Linked DNA regions of Oryctolagus cuniculus: region 1 is linked to region 2. A link is a contact called in public Micro-C data. All regions are on one chromosome and are shown on one strand. Each heading gives the region's core, a stretch centred on a gene start, on an enhancer-like site or on the middle of the called end of the contact. The rest is flanking DNA. Distances are from core to core; before and after follow the strand shown. Region 1 holds the start of PICALM (phosphatidylinositol binding clathrin assembly protein). Region 2 holds the start of CREBZF (CREB/ATF bZIP transcription factor).

Evidence for each region. A called contact is a pair of places that touch in the nucleus more often than the background predicts.
Region 1: a contact with region 2 is called in a Micro-C map of ear pinna, with 4 times the contacts expected there. The contact joins the promoter of PICALM here to the promoter of CREBZF in region 2. A contact is called at or near these places in 2 of 6 Hi-C or Micro-C datasets (ear pinna and an unstated tissue).

What each region holds. Positions count from the first base shown.
Region 1 is chr1:77,153,162-77,157,936 of mOryCun1.1, reverse strand. It overlaps PICALM (phosphatidylinositol binding clathrin assembly protein), which reads left to right and starts at 2,265. Exons shown (of 20, transcript XM_070076422.1): 1 at 2,265-2,900. The coding sequence starts at 2,771. It overlaps LOC138843109 (a long non-coding RNA gene), which reads right to left and starts at 3,105. Exons shown (of 3, transcript XR_011389911.1): 1 at 2,984-3,105.
Region 2 is chr1:76,750,087-76,754,938 of mOryCun1.1, reverse strand. It overlaps CREBZF (CREB/ATF bZIP transcription factor), which reads left to right and starts at 2,219. Exons shown (of 6, transcript XR_011389776.1): 1 at 2,219-3,462; 2 at 3,673-3,750; 3 at 3,980-4,094; 4 at 4,842-4,852. It also overlaps the pseudogene LOC100339694.

The DNA.
Region 1 (4,775 bases), core at 1,016-3,515, 400 kb before region 2:
CTCTTCAATACGGCGCATAGTGTCATCTTCACTGCTAGGCCAACTGTCTGCCCCTCCCACTAATTTAAAAATTTTTTGTTGTATTTTTTGTTTTTATTTATTTGAAAAGCAGAGAGAAAGAAAGAGAAAGAGAGGGTGAGGGAGAGAGAGAGAGAGAGAGAGGAAAGAGGATCCTTCATCCACTGATTTACTTCTCAAATGCAGCAGGGACTGTGTCAGGCAGAAGCCAAGAGGCAGCAGTTCAATTCGTGTCTTCTATGTGGGTGGTAAGGACCCAAGTACTTCAGCCAGTAACCATTGCCTTCCAGGTGTGCATTAGCAGGAAGCTGGATTTGGGACCTGGGACTTGGATCCAGGCACTCTCACAGGTGGTATGGGTATTTCAAGTGTTGTCCTAACAGGGGAACCAAATGCTCCCTGCCTTCTCCCATGAACTTTTTGAGGTCCCCTTGTATACCATACTAATTTTAAAGTCCTATTGCAATTTATTAGGGCAGAGGCTCAGGCCCATCAGTAATTTATATAAGGAAACCTATATTAGAGTAGCAATGATGGCTGACACTATATGTTGAGAACTGGGTAATTCAAGTGCCAAATGGACATGGGGCAGCGAATTGGACACTAAACCACAGATGTACTGCAGATGTACTGATGAGTTACAGTTTTGTGATGAAGCCTGCTGATTTAAGACCTGTAAGCCAGCAAAAACCATGCTTGGTAAAAGCATGATGCTGCAGAATTTCACCAGTCGTTGTGGAGAGAAAATTGGGGAAGAGACATTGAGGAGGTGAGACAAAGGGAATGGGAGGAGACTACAAAATTCTCGATATGATACATAAAATGCTAGGTATCTATTAACTTTGCATGTTTTGAAAGAGTCACCAGATTGAAGCACAGGATTTTGGATTTGGCTGGCAGATGGTGTACACAGATTTTCAGAGTATGTTAGCATTCACTTGAAACTAGCAAGATTACATATGACTATCATGGTAACAACATTGACAGAGGTTTTTTTTTTTTTTTTTTGACAGGCAGAGTGGACAGTGAGAGAGAGACAGAGAGAGAAAGGTCTTCCTTTGCCGCTGGTTCACCCTCCAATGGCCGCCGCTGCAGCCGGCGCACCGCGCTGATCCTGGCAGGAGCCAGGAGCCAGGTGCTTTTCCTGGTCTCCCATGGGGTGCAGGGCCCAAGCACCTGGGCCATCCTCCACTGCACTCCCTGGCCATAGCAGAGAGCTGGCCTGGAAGAGGGGCAACCAGGACAGAATCCGGCGCCCCAACCGGGACTAGAACCCGGTGTGCCGGTGCCGCAAGGTGGAGGATTAGCCTATTGAGCCACGGCGCCGGCTCATTGACAGAGGTTTTAAAGTTTATACTTAACCCTGGGGTAAATGTGGGGCACTAGTAACATTTCCAAAGGCTTTGTTAATAGATCTGGATCTCACAGGACAGACTCTCAGGACACAATAGCTCCTCTAAAATGTCCACAGGGCAGTGTCAATGTCTTGCCATGGAAACCCGGCTGATCCAGTAAAAGATGCCAAAGGGAAGCAAGACTAAACCTGGGAAGATGGCAGGTAGTGCTGTCTGCACTCCTGGAATGAGACTTCTCCATTTACCATCTTGTCTCACTTCCTTGTATGGTCTGGACCTTTAATCACCCCATCAGTCAGCCTTGTAGGGTCAAGCTAATCGCTGTTGACATCATCCTACTACTTCCCTTTTCAAATTCCAGGGAAGCTATGTGTTTCCTGTCCTATTTGACACCCCAGAAGATGAATACTGGTCGGTTTGTATCTAAATTTAGACCGGCAGCAACGTTTTCAGGGTAGGGATAAACAAAACCAGGTGACATTTCCAAGCCTCTCAAGGAAGGCAGGGAGAAACCATTCTGGGAGAGCTTCAACACTTCCACAGCAGAGACAGGCCTGCTGGCAGGGTTTGGGAACTAGGCCGCCGGAGCTTCTCCTTTAAGTCGGGAGGACGGCTTTGGGGGCGTCTCCAAACGCACTCTCTCTGCCAGGGAAGCCCCAAGAGTCGGAACTCTAGACACCACCTTCCTCACGGGAAGCTGTGCAGGCAGCTGCACCTCCTCTTTGTCAAGCCGTTGGTTTCAATCACAGACAAGAGGACACCCTTAGGGTGGGGTGAGAGAGGGCAGAAGCCGGCCGCCCCACTCCACCCCCCTTCTGTGACCCCCCCAGCCCTGCGACCTGTTGGCAGGGAGCGTCACGTGACGCGCTGGGCCGCGCACTGCCCCCGGGCGGGCCTCCTGTTGCGCCCGCCGGGCGGGTTCCATCCCGTAACGCGCGGGCGCCGCCCCGCTCTTCCCTCGCTGAGCGAGGGAGGGCGGGCGTCGAAGAGGAAAGGGAAGGAAAAGGGGGCGGGAGAAGGGAGAAGGAGGGGCGGCGCCCGAGTCACGTGACCCGGGGGCAGCCCGGAAAGCTCCGAGGAGGAGCCTGGCGCCGCCATTTTCCTGCAGCTGCCTGTCCCTCTTGCCCGGCCCGGCTCCAGCTGACCAGGGGAGGGGTGGGCTGAGCTGAGGCGGGGGCACGGGAGCGCCCGACATCGTGTCCGACCCCGCGGCTGACACGAGCCGGTTCTCTTCGGGCTGAGTGGCAGCGCGCGGCCCTGAGCCCCGCCCCAGGCCGGCAGGCGGGGAAGGAGCCGGTGGGGGTAGGGGGTGCGGTGGGGGGTGGGGACCTCCGGCGTCTGGGGGTCCCGGTCCCCGCCGGCTGCCGAGCGGGAGGGGTGGCGGAGCAGCAGCAGAGATGTCTGGCCAGAGCCTGACGGACCGAATCACCGCCGCCCAGCACAGTGTCACCGGCTCCGCCGTATCCAAGACAGTATGCAAGGCCACGACCCACGAGATCATGGGGCCCAAGAAAAAGCACCTGGACTGTGAGTGAAGCCCACTGCGCCTCCCCTACCCCCACCCCCACCCCCGGCGCCACCCGCGTCCTTGTCTCCATCTCTTTCCTTACCCCCTTCAGCTGTCTCTCCCCTGCCTGCGTCGGAGTGGCACGGCCGCTCGTGTGCTCCCTGTGCTTCTATCACACCTGCCTTCATGGCCTGCGGCCGCCGGGTCTCTGTGACCGAGCCTCGGACTGGCCACTCCCCTCCCGCTTCCTAGGGGCCCCTCACCCCGCCGACTCGCCTTCCCCTCTGGCTCCAGCAGCCTTGTGCTCTTCGTCCCAGCCGTCCCGTGCCGCCCTGAGCGTCTCCCGGCTTGCTCCCGGTCTCGCCGGCTCATTGTTTCCCCATTAGCCGCCTTCAGGTTTCCGTAGACTCGCGTTTCAGTGGCCTCAGAGCCTCTTAGCCCGCAGCTTGTTCACGGCTGCCTCTGGAAGGGGTTCCCACTTCCTTTACTCCATTGGCTGCTTTTTCCTTCCCAGCTTTCTCTTCCACTTTCCGTCCCCCATTTGGGTTGCCTTTTTCTGCCTCTGTTGCTTTAGTTCAGTTCTTTCAACTCGTTGTGTTTTAATTATCACACGCAACGCCCGGACTTTCACCCTGGATTACCTTTTTTCGTGGAAGTGAAAGTGAAGTTGGAAGTTGGGAGTTTTTATTTGCCTCCGGTAGAATGTAATGGTTGTATTGTTCAGGCTCTTGACTGGGCTAGGTTGTGAATGTCAGCTTCCACCCCTCCTTAAAATGCGATGTGGAAAAGATTTTGCTGGTGCTAGTATCCATTCCTGAACTGTTAACCCTGGCGGTTTGAATTTAGAAGCTTGAGTGAGGTGTACACTGTTAGATTTCAAAATGGGTTAATACACTTACCCACGATGAATGTCTCTTTAGAAACGTTGGTAGAGAAGTGTTTGAGTGTGGAACGTTTTCATTTATGCCGATTGTCCTTTGAGGGCACTGGCTTCTGCGGCGTAGCCTCTCTCCATTCACTAACTTGCGTACCATTAATAGAGCGAACTCCTCCCAACTTTTTTCAAACCTGGAAGCCACCTAGAAGCCACCTCCTTTTTCATTGCGCTCTTTCCTCGGGGTATAAAGCTTAGTGGATTACTCAAGCTTTGAGTCAGTAGTCAGTCTGAAACGTTTCGGGGAAAAATAGGGAAATATTCACAGCAGCAAGTTCTCCTTTTTAAAAATGACTACTGGACACATTTGCCTGTGTTGACTTTCGTCGTACGTGGAAGTTACTTTGCTCTGCTGTTGAAGCAAGAGCGAGCATGTCCTGAAAGGGAATTCGCTGTCAGGAGTCCTGTTTTGATTTCTCATTTGGACTTTGGCCTTAAGGTTTGCACTTTAAAAAAAAAAAAAGTACAAAATGTGCATTCTTCCAAGATACTTTGCTCATGAATTGTTGTTAGGACAAGTTACTGCTATGGAAAAAAACACTTTATTTGTTGTGATTTGTTCCTCTGCTGTGGGGAAGTTTTTTAAAAAATTAATACTGTTGGGTTATCTGTGATATTATTGCAAACAAGTTTTTAACTGTTCGTTCTTGCCTGTTTAGAGAATGTAGGATATATTTAAGTGGCCATACTCTTCAAACAGAAAATTATTTAAAAATGCATCACGAAGCCATAAGATATTTGGATCATCTGGTATTTGGGGTAGACATTTCTACTATTTACATCCCTTCAAAAGACTACTTGACTTGTCCTATGAAATCTTATTGTTTGTTCTGATATTGTATTAATTTTTTCGTTATTTTCTTGGTGCAGAGAGATGAAGAAGCTACTTGTAACTAAGTTAACTACTTTCATCTTCCTTAACTCAATCATAAATGATAACAAGAATGGGTAGAACTTTTTA
Region 2 (4,852 bases), core at 970-3,469:
CTGTTGCTGCCCTGGGGAACAAAGTTGTGGAAAGCACAGGATCCTTCAAAAGTTTTGACCATGCTGAGCAATGAAACTGGCTTTGAAATCAGTTTTTCTGATGCTACAGTGAAGATTCTCATTACAACAGTACCTCCCAATCTCCGAAAACTGGACCCAGAACTCCATTTGTATATCAAGATATTGCAGAGTGCCTTAGCATCCAACACGCCCTCTGGTTTGAGGAAAATGCTTCTCCGTCCATTGTTAAAGTTCTCACCAGACTGCTGAAGGACTTGAGGATTCGTTTTCCTGGCTTTGAGCCCCTCACGCCCTGGATCCTTGGTCTACTTGGGCACCATGCTGTGATGAATAACCCTACCAGACAGCCTTTGGCCCTAAATGTAGCCAACAGGCACTGCTTGCAGATTCTGGCTGCAGGACTGTTCCCTCCAGGTTCAGTAGATATCACTGATCACTGTGAGAGTGGCAACTTTAGGGTGCACACATTCGTGAGCCTGGAGCAGCAGGACATGGTGTGCTACACAGCTCGGACTCTGGTCCAAATCCTTTCACATGGGGCCTTTAGGGAGATCCTCAGCCAGGAGGGTGATGCCAGCTGTCTTGCTTCTGAAATATCTATTTGGGATGGAGTGATGTGACTGTTTCAGAAAAGACTTATGAGAAGCCACCAGGGAAGAATGAAGGAGACGAAGAGGAGAACACAGAAGAACCATCTCAGGGAGAGGAAGAGGAAAGCATGGAGACTCAGGAGTGACCTTCCCTTTCCTGCTCAACAGGAAGACTGGAGCCTCGGCTAGTTGCTCCGGCTTTATACAGTGGTGTTTCTGTGGCATAGGGGAGCCAGCAGGAAGGAAAACTAACTCTAGAAGGAAATACCATTCCACTGGGTTTTGGTATTGGCTTAGCCGCCAGAAGTGTCCCATTAATGACCTATGCCACCCATCCGTAATGAAGCAGGATACCAACATTTCTTCCTAGTACTTAGGATCCCCAACTCCTGAAAACCCCTCTGAATTGTTGTGAAGTTTTAGTGTCTCAGAAATTTTTTCTAATAAAAATGATTAAAGTAATTCCTAGTTTAAAAAAAACCAGTCCTATAAAAGCAGCTATTGTTGAGACTGCCACAATATTGACTCCCATAGAGACCTGTAAGAGCTATTAAGTAGATAAGTGATTAAAGAATTCATACACACCTTATTTATGAACAAAGTAAGGAAAGTTTGTTTTCTCTCTTTTTATTTGTACTACCAGGAAGCCTAATCTGTTTTTAGTTCAACTTGGGTAACTATGTAAGATATTGAATCCATACTACTTCAATATTAATCTTTTCCACCGCTGGAATTCTTTACCTGGTTATTTCATCTATGCTTTCATTGGTCTTATTTTTAAAGAAAACTTGAATTGCTTTGTTTCACTGGATTATAGCATAATTAAATACTGTTTCAAATCTCAAATCCCTTGAGGGGCCAGAGGAATAACACATGAAAAGACACATCCAGAATGTTCAAGATAACTGACCTCGTCTCTTCAAAAAGCCAATGTTAAGAAAAAGTAGAGTGTGGAGGGAACAGTTGTAGTTTGAGAAGTGGAAATGGAAAAAATAAATAAAACCCTAAAACAACCAAATGCAATAAGTGACTGCTTGAATCTGAGCTCGGAAGAAAGTATCTGCTAGAAAAGATTATTTTGAAACTGAGGACATCTGAATATGTCCCGAATATTAATAATATTAGTAAATGAATGGCACTCTTCTCAGGAATTGATACCTGCATTATGATTACGAAAGAGAATGTATTTTTAGAGATACGAAACGAATATGCAGGGTGGGGCGTTCTGTCTGCAATTTGGGAATGATTCAGCACCAACATAATTGCTTACGAACAGTTACATATAAGAAGAAAATGTTACTTGTAAAGTGCTGAAGTTTTGAGTCTGGGTATCGGGTAACATTGATTTCGGGGTGAAAATCTGGGTTTTATTTATTTATTTTGCCGCTGTTACTATGACATCACTAAATTACCAGAATTACTGCTACTCCAAAGCACCCTAAACTCTCGCGATATCACTGCTTGGTGGCGCGCGAAAGGCGGTGGGAGGGGCTGTTGGAGGAGGACCGACTTCCGTCCAGGCCGTTGTCTGGGTGGCGCGGCCGAGTCATCGCCGGGCCTCGCCGCTTCCATCTTCCGTTCCTGGCCCCCGCACCGGTGCGGGGGGTCCATCAGCCAAGCCAGGCGGCAGGCGACTGAAATTTACCTTCCATTTCATTTCGCCCGGCGCCCCGGCTGCCCGCGCTGGGGCCTGGGGCCTTTGGGGCCCGCGAGGCCCAGTCTGAGGGGCCGGGGCCTACGCTGGCCCGTCGCTGGGCCCCATGAGGCATAGCCTGACCAAGCTGCTGGCAGCGTCGGGCAGCGACTCCCCCACCCGCAGCGAGAGCCCGGCGCCGGCTGCGACCTGCTCGCTGCCCCCGGACGTGACTCGGGCGGCGGTGGCGGCAGCGTCGGCAGCGGCGGAGGAGGAGACGGCGGCGGCCGGATCTCCCGGCCGCCAGCAGCCGCACGGCGACGCTGACGAGCTGGAGGCCGGGCGGGGGAGCCGCGGCGGCCTGGCCGTCCGCGCGCCCTCCCCCGAGGAGATGGAGGAAGAAGCGATTGCCAGCGTCCCCGGGGAAGAGACCGAGGACATGGACTTTCTGTCAGGGCTGGAACTGGCGGATCTCCTGGACCCTCGGCAGCCGGACTGGCACCTGGAGCCCGGGCTCAGCTCGCCTGGGCCTCTCTCCTCGTCCGGCGGAGGCTCGGATAGCGGCGGCCTTTGGAGAGGGGACGACGACGACGAGGCCGCGGCCGCTGAGATGCAGCGCTTCTCCGACCTACTGCAGAGGCTGTTAAACGGTATCGGAGGCTGCAGCAGCAGCAGTGACAGTGGCGGCGGCGAAAAGAGGCGGAGAAAGTCCCCGGGAGGCGGAGGCGGCGGCGGCAGTGGTGGCGGCGGCGGCAACGACAACACCCAGGCGGCGACAAAGAGTCCCCGGAAGGCGGCGGCGGCCGCTGCCCGTCTAAATCGGCTGAAGAAGAAGGAGTACGTGATGGGGCTGGAGAGTCGAGTCCGCGGTCTGGCAGCCGAGAACCAGGAGCTGCGGGCCGAGAATCGGGAGCTGAGCAAACGCGTGCAGGCACTGCAGGAGGAGAGTCGCTACCTACGGGCCGTCTTGGCCAACGAGACTGGACTGGCTCGCTTGCTGAGCCGGCTGAGCGGCGTGGGACTGCGGCTGACCACCTCGCTCTTCAGAGACTCGCCCGCCGGTGACCACGACTACGCGTTGCCCGTGGGAAAGCAGCAGCAGGACGTGCTGGAAGAGGACGACTCAGCGGGAGGAGTGTGTCTTCATGTGGACAAGGATAAGGTGTCGGTGGAGTTCTGCTCGGCGTGCGCTCGGAAGGCGTCGTCGTCTCTTAAAATGTAGGGTCAAGTAATCTGCTCTTTATCCGCGTTTACCCCTTTCAACTCCCTTACTCCATGTAAAACACCTTAGTGGGACATCTTCACTGGACACATTTCAGAGGAGGAAAAAAAGTAATATTGAGTCTTTAAGTGTTTAGCTAAAAGCATGAATGTGACACTGTAACCAACTCCTAATGATAACCTGTGACTATTAAATCTCTCTGACAGTTTCTTTTTTAGGTGATTTCCTTCCTGCCAGGCTCCGTTGTAGGGGTTACAGAACAGTCGTTCCCGCCTCACAACCTGGTAAGGATCCATCTCTTCACGTAACGCTCATGCTCTGCTGCTTAGTCTACTTTAATGGGCAACATCTCAATTTGTGTGTGTGTGATCTTTTTGTTTTTTCTTTTTTGGAAGGTGGGAGGGGAATCTAATTTGGGCCCTGTCCACCCTGGAAACAGACTTGTGCTGGTCAATAATGTATTTAAGATGCTTCTTCTGGTTGAAATAGCTGTTAATGTGTCCCCTTGTTCAGACTTGCGTGTACCTAGCTCTTCTGTCCCCAGTGTGGACATGGCCTTGGATGACATCGGTTCCAACTGTACACTGAAACCTGCTTATAGAGATACAGTTTGGAGACAGTGAAACAGGTGAAGTTGAATGGAAGTTCCGAGTTGTACAAGGTGCAAATTGGAATTCCAATTTTAATGCAACTTTTCAGAGGTTGACAAATAAGTATTTGGGGCATGCACATATGTAATAGTTATTTTGCTGGAGATGACAGAAATCTTTTAAATATTCAAGAATGCCTTTTAGGTTTTCAGTAGAAGATACAGAAATTCAGCCTACTGAAAGTAACATTTTAATATCTCTCCATTAGAGAAGTTGGAAATTAACATGCATATAAGATTCCTTCCTGTGTTTTAGTTAACTGGGGAAAGACTAAGAATGGTTAATGAAATGTTTCCTTGAGGACCAGCACAGTGATTTACCCTATCACTGATCATGAATAAATTGTTGAAAACACTTACTTTATGTTGTATTACAATTTTAGGTTAAATTTATGTATGTATGATTAGATATTGAAGGTTGTGAAATGTGAATGAAAACATGTAAAGTGAGGCTTCACAAAGAATCTTTATATTTCAAGAGTATTTGTCCTATTTAAAAGTAATTTTTGAAACTGAGTGGTTCTGGCCACTTAAATGTCCTGGTTGATGCTACTTTTCCAAAGATGGGACGTGTTCTTCCCCTGAAATACTTCATTATGTATTGTCCAGTTGTATAAATTCAGTTATGGTGTCTTTCGGTGTAAGAAGTATTAAATTCTTTGTGAAACGTCACTGTTTGATAAAGTATATACGTATTTAGCATCCTTGTTTTTCTTTGTGCTAAAGTGGATACAGCT